2 separate regions of the Bos taurus genome follow, and region 2 is linked to region 1. A link is a contact called in public Hi-C data. All regions are on one chromosome and are shown on one strand. The core of a region is the stretch at or near the end of the contact, and the rest is flanking DNA. Distances in the headings are between cores, read along the strand shown.

What was found. Hi-C and Micro-C count contacts between places; a contact is called where the count stands out from the background.
Region 2: a Hi-C map of an unstated tissue shows a contact between it and region 1, with 5 times the contacts expected there. The contact joins the promoter of CCL17 here to the enhancer-like site in region 1. A contact is called at or near these places in 5 of 11 Hi-C or Micro-C datasets (blastocyst, liver, skeletal muscle and 2 more).

The regions. Positions count from the first base shown.
Region 1 is chr18:25,311,831-25,315,807 of ARS-UCD2.0, reverse strand. No RefSeq gene overlaps it. Among named protein-coding and RNA genes, the nearest start is that of TRNAL-CAG, 5.8 kb to the right of the region's middle. Within about 2 kb of position 1,722, at least 8 of the 102 cell types and tissues checked have an H3K27ac peak or open chromatin away from gene starts, as enhancers often do.
Region 2 is chr18:25,418,595-25,422,421 of ARS-UCD2.0, reverse strand. It overlaps CCL17 (C-C motif chemokine ligand 17), which reads right to left and starts at 1,588. Exons shown (of 3, transcript XM_002694792.5): 1 at 1,456-1,588. The coding sequence starts at 1,525.

The sequences.
Region 1 (3,977 bases), core at 473-2,972:
TGATCTGGGGGAAGATGGCCCCACGTGGAGGAAACAGAAAGTGCAAAGGCCTGAGGGGGAACAGAAAGATGGGTGCAGGGAGCTGGAGGTGGAGAGGAGGTGGAAGAGGTGAGCAAGGCTGGCTCAAAGAGGGCAGACAGGATACTGTGGTTGTGGGCATGGCCCCGTAGATACTACTTCAGCAAAGTCAGTTTGATAGGTGGGAACTTGCTCCACCATATTTACCAGATGTGTGCAATGAATGGTACACTGGGGACCAATGGAAATGACCAATGGCAGCTGACAGTCTGAGACAGCACCACCAAGCTGGGAACTGGGGAGATGACCCCAAGACCATGCAGGATCTCACCTCAGTAATGCAGGCACTCCTGCAACAGATTCAAGATAAATTTCAGACCATATCTGACCAGACCATTGGAAGAACTGATGATGTGAGGGCCTTCCCTCCTGGCCTAGTGGTTAAGACTTCACATTCCAATGCAGGAGGTGTGGGTTCGATTCCCCAGTTGGGAAGCTGGGATCCCCACATGCCTTGTGGCCAAAAAAACCACAGAACTTAAAACAGAAGATGAGATGGTTGGGTGGGATCACCAACTCAGTGGACATGAATTTGAGCAAACTCTGGGAGATGGTGAAGGACACGGAAACCTGGTGGGCTGCAGTCCATGGGGTTGCAAAGAGTTGGACATGACTGAGCAGCTGAACTGACTGAAAACAGAAGCGATGTTGTAACAAACTCAATAAAGACTTTTAAAATGGTCCACATTTTTTTAAATCTTAAAAAAATAAAATTGATGACATGGGCAATCATATTGATGACCTGGAGAAAAATACTGCATTCAGACCATGTCCAGTTGGATCACTGGAAGAACTGATGACATGAGAAGTCGCATTGGTGACCTGGACAAAAACACCATAGACCTCATGACACAGGCTGGGGTGAAAGAGCTGGATGGTGAAAACAAGACCCCTGCTCCGCAGCGGAGCTGGAGTTTGCTTATGCGAACCAGACTCTGCAGCATCCTATTCATGAGCCAAGAGAAGATGGAAGATGGGTGGCTTTTTGCAACTAACTACTATGTGTAGATAGGTTTTCTATTATCAAGTGTGCCCTCCTCTTACCTGGTACTACAGAGTTAGTTTATAGAGTGATTTCCCTCCCCTACTTTCCATGTTTCCTGAGCATGGTAACTTCATATCTTGGACCTTGGTCAGTTGTGCTATTAAACACTAAAACTTTGGCAGTTTTGGAGTGGGGCAGAAGTGGTACATTGGTTTATTTTTCTGGGTTAACACTTAAAGCGTTTATTCTATTCCATGAACCCTAAATGTCCAGCACGTATTAACCCTTCTGTCTATGCAACCCTTTGAGGCAGATACTATCCCTAAATCTATTTTGCAGATTGGAAAACTGAGGAACAGAGAGGCTAACTAACTCTCCCGTGTCATAGAACTAGCAGAAGCAGGATTTGAACTCAGGTGGTTCCAGAATCCACATGCTGACACATTCAGTCATGCTCCTTCGAGTTAAAATTGGTTATGCAAGCACATGCGCACTGCAGCCCTTGCTTATTAGAGTGCTATGCCATGGAGTCTCCCCATTCCTGGGGTTCTCTTTCTAGGGAGACTGAATGCTTTGGGGACATGATAAGCAGTCTACAGAACTTGGAAGTGAGTTCCTGGTCCTTGGTGCATTCTGTCCACTGTCCACATGATTCATTCAAATTCCAGGAACTGGGTTGCCCAACTCTCCACACCAAGGCGGAATCTGGGGTCTTTGGCTCTGGCTCCAGAGAGACTGAGCAGTTCCTAACCCACCCCATCAGAGATCCACACCTGCTTCATCAATTGCACCCCTGAGCGCCCAGCTAAGTGGGCCAAGATGCCCGAACCAGGCTTGGCAGGGATTCACTACTGGCGCTGAATCTTGGCCAAAGAAACCAGAGCCTGAAGCAAAAAACTTGGCCTTGCCACTTAGACTGGCTTGCTGGGAAACGCTTACCCTTTCTTTTAAGTCTCCTCTATAATGAAAACAGGACTAAAAATAATGTTTCCTAGTTCAGCCTGCCACCTTAGTTGGCAAGCCCCCATGGCTTTCTTTCTGGCTTTGTTTCTAAAAGGAAACAATGTAAATAAAGCACTTATCACAGATATGACCTAAATTAAATCCCTTACAATTATACAGTGGAAGTAACAAATAGATTCCAGGGATTAGATCTGGTAGACAGAGTACCTTAAGAACTATGGATGGAGGTTCATAACATTGTACAGAAGGTGGTGATCAAAACCATCCTCAAAAAACAGAAGTGCAAAAAGGCAAAATGGTTGTCTGAGGAGGCCTTACAAATAGCTGAGAAGAGAAGCAAAAGGCAAAGGAGAAAAGGAAAGATATACCCATCTGAATTCAGAGCTCCAAAAAAAATAGCGAGGAGGGAATAAGCCTTCCTAAGTGATCAATGCAAAGAAACAGAGGAAAACAACAATAGAATGGGAAAGACTAGAGATCTCTTCAAGAAAATTAGAGATACCAAGGGAACATTTAATGCAAAGATGGGCACCATAAAGGACAGAAACGTTATGAACCTAACAGGAGCAGAAGATATTAAGAAGATGTGGCAAGAATACACAGAAGAATTATACAAAAAAGATCTTCACGACCCAGATAACCAGGATGGTGAGCTCACTCACCTAGAGCCAGACATCCTGGAGTCCAAAGTCAAGTGGGCCTTAGGAAGCATCACTATGAACAAAGCTAGTGGAGGTAATAAAATTCCAACTGAGCTATTTCAAATCCTAAAAGATGATGCTGTGAAAATGCTGCACTCAGATCAAATCAGATCAGATCAGTCGCTCAGTCGTGTCCGACTCTTTGCGACCCCATGAATCGCAGCACGCCAGGCCTCCCTGTCCATCACCAACTCCAGGAGTTCACTCAGACTCACGTCCATCGAGTCAGTGATGCCATCCAGCCATCTCATCCTCTGTCGTCCCCTTCTCCTCCTGCCCCCAATCCCTCCCAGCATCAGAGTCTTTTCCAATGAGTCAACTCTTTGCATCAGGTGACCAAAGTACTGGAGTTTCAGCTTTAGCATCATTCCTTCCAAAGAAATCTCAGGGCTGATCTCCTTCAGAACCGACTGGTTGGATCTCCTTGCAGTCCAAGCGACTCTCAAGAGTCTTCTCCAACACCACACTTCAAAAGCATCAATTCTTCGCCGCTCAGCCTTCTTCACAGTCCAACTCTCACATCCATACATGACCACAGGAAAAACCATAGCCTTGACTAGACGAACCTTTGTTGGCAAAGTAATGTCTCTGCTTTTGAATATGCTATCTAAGCACTCAATATGCCAGCAAATTTGGAAAACTCAGCAGTGGCCGTAGGACTGGAAAAGGTCAGTTTGCATTCCAATCCCAAAGAAATGCAATGCCAAAGAATGTTCAAACTACCACACAATTGCACTCATCTCACACACTAGCAAAGTAAAGCTCAAAATTCTCCAAGTGAGGCTTCAACAATACGTGAACCATGAACTTCCAGACGTTCAAGCTGGATTTAGAGAAGACAGAGGAACCAGAGATCAAATTGCCAACATCCATTGGAGAATAGAAAAAGCAAGAGAATACCAGAGAAACATCTACTTCTGCTTTATTGACTATGCCAAAGCCTTTGACTGTGTGGATCACAGCAAACTCTGGAAAATCCTTAAAGAGATGGGAATACCAGATCACCTGACCTGTCTCCTGAGAAATCTGTATGCAGGTCAAGAAACAACAGTTAAAACCGGACATTAAACAATGGACTGGTTCCAAACTGGAAAAAGAGTACGTCAAGGCTGAATATTGTCACCCTGTTTATTTAACTTCTATGCAGCGTCCATCATGCAAAATGCTGGCTGAATGAAGCACAGCAGGAATCAAGATTGCCAGTAGAAATATCAATAACCTCAGATATGCAGATGACACCACCCTTACGG
Region 2 (3,827 bases), core at 339-2,838, 110 kb before region 1:
GTGTCTGTCTGTGCACATGTCTATATGTGTTTGAGAGGATTTGTGTACACATGCCTGTGTGTGCGTCTTTGTGCGTGTGCACATTTGTGTGTGGAGATCTGTGTGCAGGTGTGGATCTGTATGTGCCTGGGGAGTCTGCGCATATATGTGTGTGTCTGCATGTGTGTGCATCCATGTGTGCTCACACTCAGACCAGCCCTGAATCACCAAACGTTGACTCTGGACCAGGCTCTGGGCTGACCCTTGGCTGTAGCTGTTCTTTCAGTCCTCAAGCACACCTGAAGACAGGTGCTGTCACTACCCCATTCTACAGATGAGAAAGTGGAGGCCCGGGTGTGAACACACTTCCCCGGGGCTTGGTGTCCTCATCTTAGCAGGAGAAAAAATATCCAGCATCTGCAAACTGGCAAACAGACGATCTGTGACTTCAATTCAGACCACCACAAGGTGCTTTCTGAGAAGCCTCGGAGTGTCCTCTCACCATCTTGCGGATGGAGCTTGGTTTGACTGACACGGAGCTGGCCAGGCCCAGACTTTTACAAAAGTGAGACATGCAGCCAACTGTGAAGGTCACCCCAATTAAGCTAGCCCCGAAGACTGTGGCCCTGTCACTGTGTCACCACACGGGGTGCTAACCAGCTTTGTTTCTCTAAAATAGTAATCTTAGCTCAGCCTTCCTTTCCCAACTGAGTATAAAAATCTCTTTTTTTTCACCTGCTCTGGGGTCGTGTGCTCCTGCCTTGATGCCAGCCCTCTCATTCTATATACTGTGCTGTGCTTAGGTGCTCGGTCGTGTCCAACTCTTTGACACTGCATGGACTGTAGCCCCGCAAGGCTCCTCTGTCCATGGGGCTTCTCCTGGCAGGAATACTAGAGAGGGTTGCCATATCCTCCTCCACGGGATCTTCCAAACCCAGGTCTCCCGCCTTGCGGGAGGATCTTTACTGTCTGGGCCACCAGGAAAGCCCATGAAAACTGGAGTTTTCCTGTTCCTTCTCCAGCGGATCTTCCCAACCCAGGAATCGAACCGGGGTCTCCTGCATTGCAGGTGGATTCTTTACCAGCTGAGCTACCAGGGAAGCCCCTCACTGTATATAAAAACCCATTAAATAAACAGACTCTTAACAAATACTTGTGAGAATTGCTCCTTGTCCACTGTCAAAACACAATCACAGTCACTGCCTCATGACATTTGCAGGGGGAGATGTGCAAGCAATTTTTTCCTCAGAAGCTGAGCCCCAAGTCCTAGGACATTCATCTTCCTCCTCCTCCTCTTCATCATCATCATTTTCCTTTGAACGCCTCCCTCTAAATCCTATTGCTGCCAGCCTCTCACACCTTTGCAGGAGTAAGTGGGGTGCAGGAATAATGTGCGTGTGCAGCTGCTGTGGTCTTAGCGGCCCCACCCCTCCTTGCCCAGTGTCCCTTCCTCCTGTGTCTTTCCTCTGCTCTCACCTGCGTGGGTGTCCTGCAGAAGAGCCCCCAGGAGGACGGCGACCAGGAGCACTGTCTTCAGGGGAGCCATGGTGCCAGGAGCCGGGGAGAAGGTCTCTGTGTGTGGGTCCCTCTGCTCAGGGGAGACCAGGGTGAACTCCCAGGGTGAAGGTGACCTATTTAACCTCTTTGGGGATCTTGCCCCGCCTCTGATCACCTCACCCACATCTTTCCCTAGACCCGTGGAATTCAAAGAATTCGGGATGATTCAGCAGAAGTCCAGTCTTGGAATGTTTGTGGCTTTCCAGAGAATGGGCACTCCGTTGGGGACAGAGGTGGGGTATGTGTATCCGGGGGCCATGCACACTTCTCCTTTCACAGGGGACATTTCTTGGTTCCTCAAATAGAACTGAGACGCTTCCATCCTCAGCTGGCTGCATCCCTGCTCAGGCTGGCCAACGTCCTTCATGTTTGGTGCACCCTGGGCAAGGGGTAGGGGCAGCCAGGCTGGGGCCAAGAGGGACTGCCCACCTGGAGGAGCTTTTGGGTGCTGGGAAGGCCTCCTCCGGGGGTCAGCAGGCTGCACGGGCATCATTCTGCAGGGGTAGCTCCATTGCAACCTGAGAAAGGCCTGGGGCCCAGACAGCCTGGGTGCGGGTCCTTTACCAAGTTGGGCTTTGGACCACAGCAGGCCAGAGCGCTACAGGTTTTTGTTTTTTATAGTTTCGTTTATTGATTAATTAATTTTAATTAATTAAAGGTGGGCTTTTCTCTAGTTGAAGTGAGCAGGGGCTACTCTCTAGTTGCTTCTCATGGCGGTGGCTGCTCTTGTTGGAGAGTACAGGCTCAATAGTGTTGGGATCAGCCCAACAACGAACTGACCTGAGGGAGTGGTGCCGCAGAAGAATAAAGAAAAATAAGACTCAGAAATAAAGGGGGGATTGGGGGCAGAAGCCATTCGCAGGCAAAAGCCCAGATCCTAATCCATGCGTGTTTTATTGGTAACATCTACTTCCTTGTACGTGCTCTAGAGATATCTGTTTTTTACAGTCTCAGATTGGGGATAAGGATATACAATGCACAGTCCACAATGTCAAAGCTTCAGGCCTTTCATGAAGCTTTAGCTCTGTTTAGCCCATCAGCTAGTGACAACCTTTCTCAGCAACTCCCTCAAGGCTCTGGTCACAAGAACAGACACTAATGCTTTTCCATCAGTCACATCAGTACTTCAACATCTTGTTTTCAAGATGTTTTTCCACGTTGTTCTTTTTACTGCTCCCAGCCCTTCACCTGGGAGTGATGAGAAAGTCATTCTTATTTTTCAAAGAAGCCCTGCTAATTATAGTACGGGCCTGTGCGGAGCATATTCCCTATGTATCCCCCTTTTTTATTTTTAGAAGCTTATTTTTGATGATTGTTGATCATAGAAGCCAAAGCGATAGTCACCGATTGCTGTTGTTGTCTGTTGACTTTCTTGGTGATTTGTTGCCAGACTATGTAGAAACAGAAAAAAAGGCACATAAAAATTAACATGAAACCAGCCATTGATCCTCTGATAGTTTTCAAGTGAGGAATGGGATTTAATTGAGAAATCCCATCTGCTGCTGCTTCCTGCAGATTAGATCTTTGCAAAAGGTGTAGTTTCTGAGAGAAAGTTTCCATAATCTCTTGCTGTAAATTATTACTATCCAGAGATAGATTACCTTGATTTAAGAGGTGGTGTTTAACTTTGTCCCAATGAAATGAAGATTCACTCTATTTGTGAGGAGTGACACAAAAGAAGCGATGTTCCGATCACTCTTAAGACGAATCTGTTTTTGCAGACTGTTTACTTGATCACCGAGTAGTGTAACAACCTGTTGTAAATCAGCCGTTTGTACAGCTGATTTTCCATCTATTTGTCTTTGGATAGACTAAAGAACATCAGAATCTTTATGCCATTCCTGCACAAACTGCACAGTCTGTACAGCCTGATGTAACACCGCTCCTGCCACAGCTGCTGTAGTAGCTATAGCAATAATTCCTAAAACGGTAGCAGTTAACAGTCCAATTAACCATTTAGTGCGTTTTGACACTTTCTTTAAGGATTTCTTCTACAGTATAGACTGTGGGGCTATCCTGCCATGGTCTATTCATTTTTACTGGAAGCCATACTCCAGATCTGGTTTTTAGAATATATAGAGAACAGTCATTCTGAAATTGGAGATAAGAGTTGATACAAGTGTAAAAGGAACAATTTTGACAAGTAAGTAACCCAGAAGAGGCATTATAAAAAGTAGGTCCTATCAAAAATATGAAAGGTAAACTAATGCTTTAATCCAATGGGTTGATTTTTTATCAAACTGTTAAGAAATGACTGGATATTGTTGAATTAAATCGCCCCTTCCATGCTG